Regions from separate parts of the Oryctolagus cuniculus genome. Here region 1 is linked to region 2. The links are chromatin contacts, called in public Hi-C maps. All regions are on one chromosome and are shown on one strand. The core of a region is the stretch at or near the end of the contact, and the rest is flanking DNA. Distances in the headings are between cores, read along the strand shown.

The links. A called contact is a pair of places that touch in the nucleus more often than the background predicts.
Region 1: a contact with region 2 is called in a Hi-C map of liver, with 8 times the contacts expected there. The contact joins two enhancer-like sites. A contact is called at or near these places in 6 of 6 Hi-C or Micro-C datasets (ear pinna, embryonic fibroblasts, liver and 3 more).

Annotation. Positions count from the first base shown.
Region 1 is chr10:105,211,758-105,214,697 of mOryCun1.1, reverse strand. No RefSeq gene overlaps it. Among named protein-coding and RNA genes, the nearest start is that of CCDC13, 9.2 kb to the left of the region's middle. Within about 2 kb of position 1,382, at least 1 of the 8 cell types and tissues checked has an H3K27ac peak or open chromatin away from gene starts, as enhancers often do.
Region 2 is chr10:105,158,503-105,161,863 of mOryCun1.1, reverse strand. No RefSeq gene overlaps it. Among named protein-coding and RNA genes, the nearest start is that of KRBOX1, 13 kb to the right of the region's middle. Within about 2 kb of position 1,298, at least 2 of the 8 cell types and tissues checked have an H3K27ac peak or open chromatin away from gene starts, as enhancers often do.

The sequences.
Region 1 (2,940 bases), core at 133-2,632, 53 kb before region 2:
GTTGACTTTATTAGAATACTCAGTGTTCTGCCAAGACTCATCAATCCTCAGTTCCAAGGGACCTCTTTGATGGATGAGGTATACCTTGGCTGCCCACCAAGCCTTCAGCATGATGGGCTGGCAGTATGTCTTAATTTCCGCCCCCAATTTCTCAATCCCATTCTTGGTTTACATTGGTTTTTCAGAGCACTTGGATGCAGTATCTTGATGCAGTAATTCTGAGTTTCTCCCCTGTTGAGTAGGTCCCCAGTGACTTGTGCACTTACTGCTATTTAATTTACCACCGCCACAGCAAGGTCCCTTTGTGGGGACATCCTTGGCTTCTGTTTTATAAAGACTAGCACTAGGTGGCAGCAACAGAAAGTGAAAGGCCTAGTGTTGGCCCACAGGGAATGGCAGGGCAAATTTGGGTAACAAGAGACTCTATTTATGCAACCCTAATAAGATTTGGTAATTCGTTTAAGAGACAACAACAACAACAACAACAACAACAACAACAACAAAAAAAAAATGTGAGGAAAGAAAGGTACCTCTAAGAGTGTGAGCCCAGCAGGTGAGGCAGGCAGGGGTTGGAATAGGGATACCACTGACAGAAATGAGCCAGCTAGGAAGGGACAGAGAAGACAATAAATATGCTTATAGACAAGGTGAGATTAAGAACTGAAAGGTGATGGCAAAATTGCAGTCACTCTGAAACACTTCAGAGTCCCACTGGGTACAGGAAAAAGAGCTAACACCAACCTAAGAAGGTCAGAACACTAGAGAATGTGTTATTGGGTTACTCTGAGGGAACCAACTGGTTCCCTAGACCCACTTATCACTAATGAATCCAGGAGGAAGTTCCCTAATTTTTGTCTTACTGAAATTCTTTTTTTTTTTTCTTGCTTCATTTCAGTGATGAAAGAGAAAGTACGCTTCCTTTGTCTAAACATGAAACCAGGTTGCATGAGCAATGCTGGTATTGGCAAATGATTCATTGACAAAATGCCAGTCCAGTCAAAATTGAATGCTCAGATTCCCTTTCAAATTTTCCCATTCTATTGGAAAAGCTTTCAAAAAGAACCAAGTTTTAAAATAATAATTGGCATTTGTACTGTTTCACAGAGAACTGTGTGAATACTGTATTTGTTCAGTTTTACTTTAGGAGCTGTGATGTGATGGGCTGTAGATTTACATAGGGATAGATCCTAATTTTTCCCTATTTATTTATTTGAAAGGCAGAGTTGCAGAGGCAGAGGCAGAGAAAGGCCTTCTATCTGCTGGTCACTCCCCAGATGGCTTCAACTGCTGGAGCTGAGCCAATCCAAAGCCAGGAGCCTGGAGCTTTTCCAGGTCTCTGACATGCGTGCACAGGGGCCCAAGGACTTGGGCCATCTTCTTTTGCTTTCCCAGGCCAGAGAACTGGATTGGAAGTGGAGCAGCTGGGACTCAGACCAGTGCCCTTATGGGATGCTGGTACTGCAGGCAGTGGCTTTTACCTGCTATGCCACAGCACAGGCCCCAGAACCTAACTTTCAAGTCCCTGAAGCTCTGAGCAGCATTTGCTCATGTGTGAGACATGGCCTACATGACCAATCCTATTATGGAGTGGATTGGGCCACTCCAAAATTCTTACTCTGACACACAAGTTTAATTAGGGTGCTTGTTAAGTGCAGAGTCAAATTCCAGCTCTCACCACCAGATGTCACGGTTGCTTCCTGACTAGAAAATAGGCAGTCATTAGTCATCCCTCTGCATCAGAAGGGGGATTGATTCCAGGACCACCCTCCCCACTCCAGGCTATCAAAACGAGGATCTTCAAGTTCCTTATGTAAAATGGCATAGTGTGTGACCTATGCAATCTTCCCATACACTTTAAATCTCTAGATTACTTAGAATACAGCAGGGAAGGCTGGCATTAAGTGATGACAACAAAGCATGATGAATACCACATACAGGCTTCAACAGGATCATGGGCTGGGATAGGACTACAGGTCTCCATGAGGAGGTGGTTCTACTTTGAGATAGGATGTCAAATTTTAACTGAGGCAGATTCCTTGGCTTATTTTGGCTGTTACTGGAGCACTGGTTCACTCTCCTTTCTCTCATATTGTAACTGTGACTTTCAAAGAAATCTTTAAGGAAAAAAAAAAAAAAAAAAAAAAAAGAAAATTTCTAAAATTCATTCCTCTACAGAAAGTTTATCCTTCAAGAAACAATTGTTGGGGCCAGTGCTGTGGTGCAGTGGGTTAAAGCCCCAACCTGCAGGGCTGGCATCCCATATGGGCAGGTTTGAGTCCCGGATACACCACTTCTGATCCTGCGCTCTGCTATGGCCTGGGAAAGCAGAAGATGGCCCAACCTCTTGGGCCCCTGCACCCATGTGGGAGACCCAGAAGAAGCTCCTGGCTCCTGGCTTTGGGTCAGCTCAGCTCTGGACATTGTGATCATTTGGGGAGTGAACCAGCGGATGGAAGACCTTTCACTCTCTCTAGCTCTACCTCTTTGTAACTTTCAAATAAACTTTTTTTTTTTTTTAAGAAACAAACAATTGTTAGTATTGCCTAAATGCATTTTATATCCATTCAAAGCTGAGAAAATACTCCTTCGTAATATAATGTATGTTTTATTTGAAAGACAGTTACAGATCTTCCACCTGCTGGTTCACTCCCCAAATGGCCACAATGGCCAGGGCTGGGCCAGGCACCTGGAACTCCATCCAGGTCTCCTATGTGGGTGGCAGTGGCCCAAGTATTTGGGGTATCTTTTGCTGCTTTCTCAGGCACAGTAGTAGGAACCCAGATCAGAAGTGGAGCAGCCGTGACTCAAATCTGCTTGTGTGGGATGCCAGCATCACAAGCGGAGGCTTAACCGCTGCGTGTGCCACCGTGCTGGCCTCATAGATGTATTTTGAAAGCACTTTCACATAAAGCTACACAGTGATGTATCGTTCAGTGAGGA
Region 2 (3,361 bases), core at 49-2,548:
GCATGGGGAAACAACATCTGACCTGTGGTTTTACCAATATGACTCCAGGTGATAAGGCTGGAGTGAGTATATAGCGTTAAAGAGTGATGAGTTGGTTTGGGTGTCTAGCCTAGTAGTTAAGAGGTCCGTCTCCTGTATCTGAGTACCTGATTCAGTTCCCAGCCCTGGCTCTTGACTCCAGGTTCCTGCTAATGCAGACCCTGGAAGGCTATGATGGCTCAGGTGATTGGATTCCTACCACCCACGTGGGAGACCTGGCCTGAGTCCCTGGCTCCTGACTTCGCCCTGGCTCAGCTAGGGGCTCTTGTAGGCATTTGGGGAATGATCCAGTAGATGGGAGTTATCTCTTTCTTTCTCTCTCTCTCTCTCTCTCTCTCTCAGATAAATAAGTAAGTACTTTTAAAAGTGACAAACTGATCAGAGAGTGCATTCCTACTCTAACCCATAGTACTGGTGGGATGGAGTGTGCCAGACACATGGAGGTGGTAGCAGTGCCTAGTTTGCATCAATGGATTAGGAGACAGGAACTACCTTCACTTTGTAGAATTTTCAAGGTTCTCCTGGCTCAGGACAGAAGTCCCTGAAACCCTGAATGGAACACAGCAGCTAGTGACAAATACACAATGTTTGGGAAAAGCCCAGAAATACTGTCCACACCCCTTTATTTCTGGATATACTCAAGGGCAATCTTTCAAACTGCAGGTCACCACCCAGAAGCAAGCAATGAAATCAGTTAATGGGCTGTGTCCAACATTTAAAAAAATCTGAAACAGAAAGAATAGAAAATACCAGAAGTGTCTTGCTGGTCATGGGGTCATTATGCAGATCTCAAAATTTTTTGCATCAAAATAAAATTAGCTTTCTTTTTTTTTTTAAAGATTTATTTATTTATTTGAAAGGCAGATTTACAGAGGGGCAGAAGGAGGGGGTCGTCCATCTGCCGGTTCATTCCCCAAATGGCCACAATGGCAGGAGCTGTGCGGCTCCAAAGCCAGTAGTCAGGAGCTTCTTGGTCTCCCACATGGGTGCAGGGGCCTCCCACATGGGTGCTTTCCCAGGCCATAGCAGAGAGCTGAATCGGAAGTGGAGCAGCCAGGACTCCAACCAGCACCCATATGGGATGCCAGCACTGCAGGTGGCGGCTTTACCCACTATGCCACAGCGCCGGTCCCAGACTTATTTTCAATTCCATTTTTCCATGAGTGTTTTGAGGACCCCCTCCCATTATTTTGTGAAACCTTCTTTCTCAGGAGTGCATATGAGTACAGTGGACTGCCAGGTAACTGTCTTCCAGGTGGAAGCAGGCCTGCCTTCCTCAAATTCTGCCCCTCTGGGCTGGCTGGCAGAGTGGTACAGAGTGAACCTGCCAGTGTCTAATGGAGATGGTGAAGTGTTGTATTGATGCCCAGGGCTCTGACTCAGTCCAGGTGCTCCTGAGCCTGTTTATGCAGACCCCAGAGCCCCTCATCTCAGCGGAACTGGAGGAGTCAGGCCAAACAGGCCCCTGGGCTGGTTACAGTCACTCGTTGTTCCCTTTTCCAGACGTCAAGGCCACACCCTAGCTTCTGCTTCCAAACATTCCATCCATCCATTTTCCAGTCACAGCATTTCCTTATCTCATGATTTCCTCTTGTTTTGGCCACGTTTCCCAGTGAGATCTGGGTGGGGCACTGCTCCCTCCTGGGGGAGCATCCGTGGCGTCTCCCGCCCTCCTTTCCCGGACTCTGCATGCTGGGAAGCAGGGGATGCAGAGCCGGGGCCCTCTGTGTATCCCAGGAGCTCCAGTGAATGGAAAGCAGTATCTTCCTGTGGACTCACTCTGGGGCTGGCTGGGTGCTGACTTGAGGGGACAGTGTTTGGGTAGAGTATGGAGAGTATTGCCCCAGGGGGACAAATATTTGAGTGTTGGTGTTAGGTCATGCTATACAAAATCATTACTTTTATATGACAGAAAAAGGCCAATGTCATGTGATTCCACTAATATTTTCTTTGAGACACAGAGGAGACACAGTCAGGAAAGTTGGAAGAGAGGTCCAAGAGAGGAAGACACCAGTGAGGGACACATTGTCAAATCCTACCTGCGGGTGGGTGGTGCTTAACCGCATTGGAGAAAACTGGGGAGCCGGTATAGACCACACGCCCCAGAGCTGTTCCACCTGAGGAGCAAGATGGGGTGGGATTGACCCACCAGCTGACCTCTGCCACTGGCAGAGGGCTCCTGGGGAAGAGCACAGGGAGCACTGTTTCTCAGAACTGCTGGCTTGTGGCACAGGTGGGCAGGAGTGTGGTTAGTCATGGCAAGGCCACGTATGACGCACTGTGGACCCTGGCATCGTGAAGCCAGCCATGTGTACTGCACAGGTGAAGGTAAGGGTCAGGAGGGCCACTGACAGCTCCTGCCTCAGAAGCTAGGACAGTGGATTCTGAAAGTGTCTCAACCCAAGTACACAAGAAAACATGGTCGTCGTTTTTCTGGTCTGAGATCCCATTCTATAGAACATTGGAAACGAAATCATAGTAACTGGAAAAGTTGCCCTTCTCCCAGAATTGCCTCTGTGCCAGGAAATCTAATCAGAGCCTGGGCCCAAGAGAGCATGGTGCCACCTGGTTCTTGGTGGCATCTGCCCGTGTGGGTCTCTGCTGAGTCATCATCATCCTGTCTCCATGGTGGCCATCAGCCCCATATATCAAAGCACAGTGTGACTCAGCAGCATCCGAAGCCCTCTGATGACTGAGGACTTTATCCACTTGCTTCTGTGCCAGGCTAGGGAACAGATTGGGCTACTGTGCTCACCATAGACCCTGTCCCTCTGCCCTGGATCCCACAAACCCTACTCTGGCCAGGAGGCAGCGCACAAGATCCCTCTAGTGTCTTGTCTTGTGACCTCCTTCCCTCCTGCCTCCTTATATATACGAGAAAAAGAACCTGACTTTGCTCAAACTGCTGTACTCAAAGAGAAATGTAAAGAGGTTCCCTGAGATCTGGCTGTTTGACTGGGAGAAAGATCAATATGGAAGGCATCAATTAACATTTAAAAAATGTGATCCTGCCCTAACCCCCAGGGAATACTGTGCCCCTGCTTAACAAGGCTGTGTGACCTCTGCCTCTTCTATGGATGCTCCACCTGCGACTTTTTCCCTGGGTCATGATAGCTCATGTGATGGACAAGGGAACAAGGGAAAGTTGCCTTTTAAAACAAAGTCTTCACTGGAGTGCCGGATATAACTTGAGGATTCCTGAGTTTGGATGGGAAAAAACTTACATTTTTTCTTTTCATTAATCTCCAACAACATTAACTTCTTCAATTCTGAATATGGGCAACAAAACACACTAATATTAGCAAGACCTTGTTATGGGTAT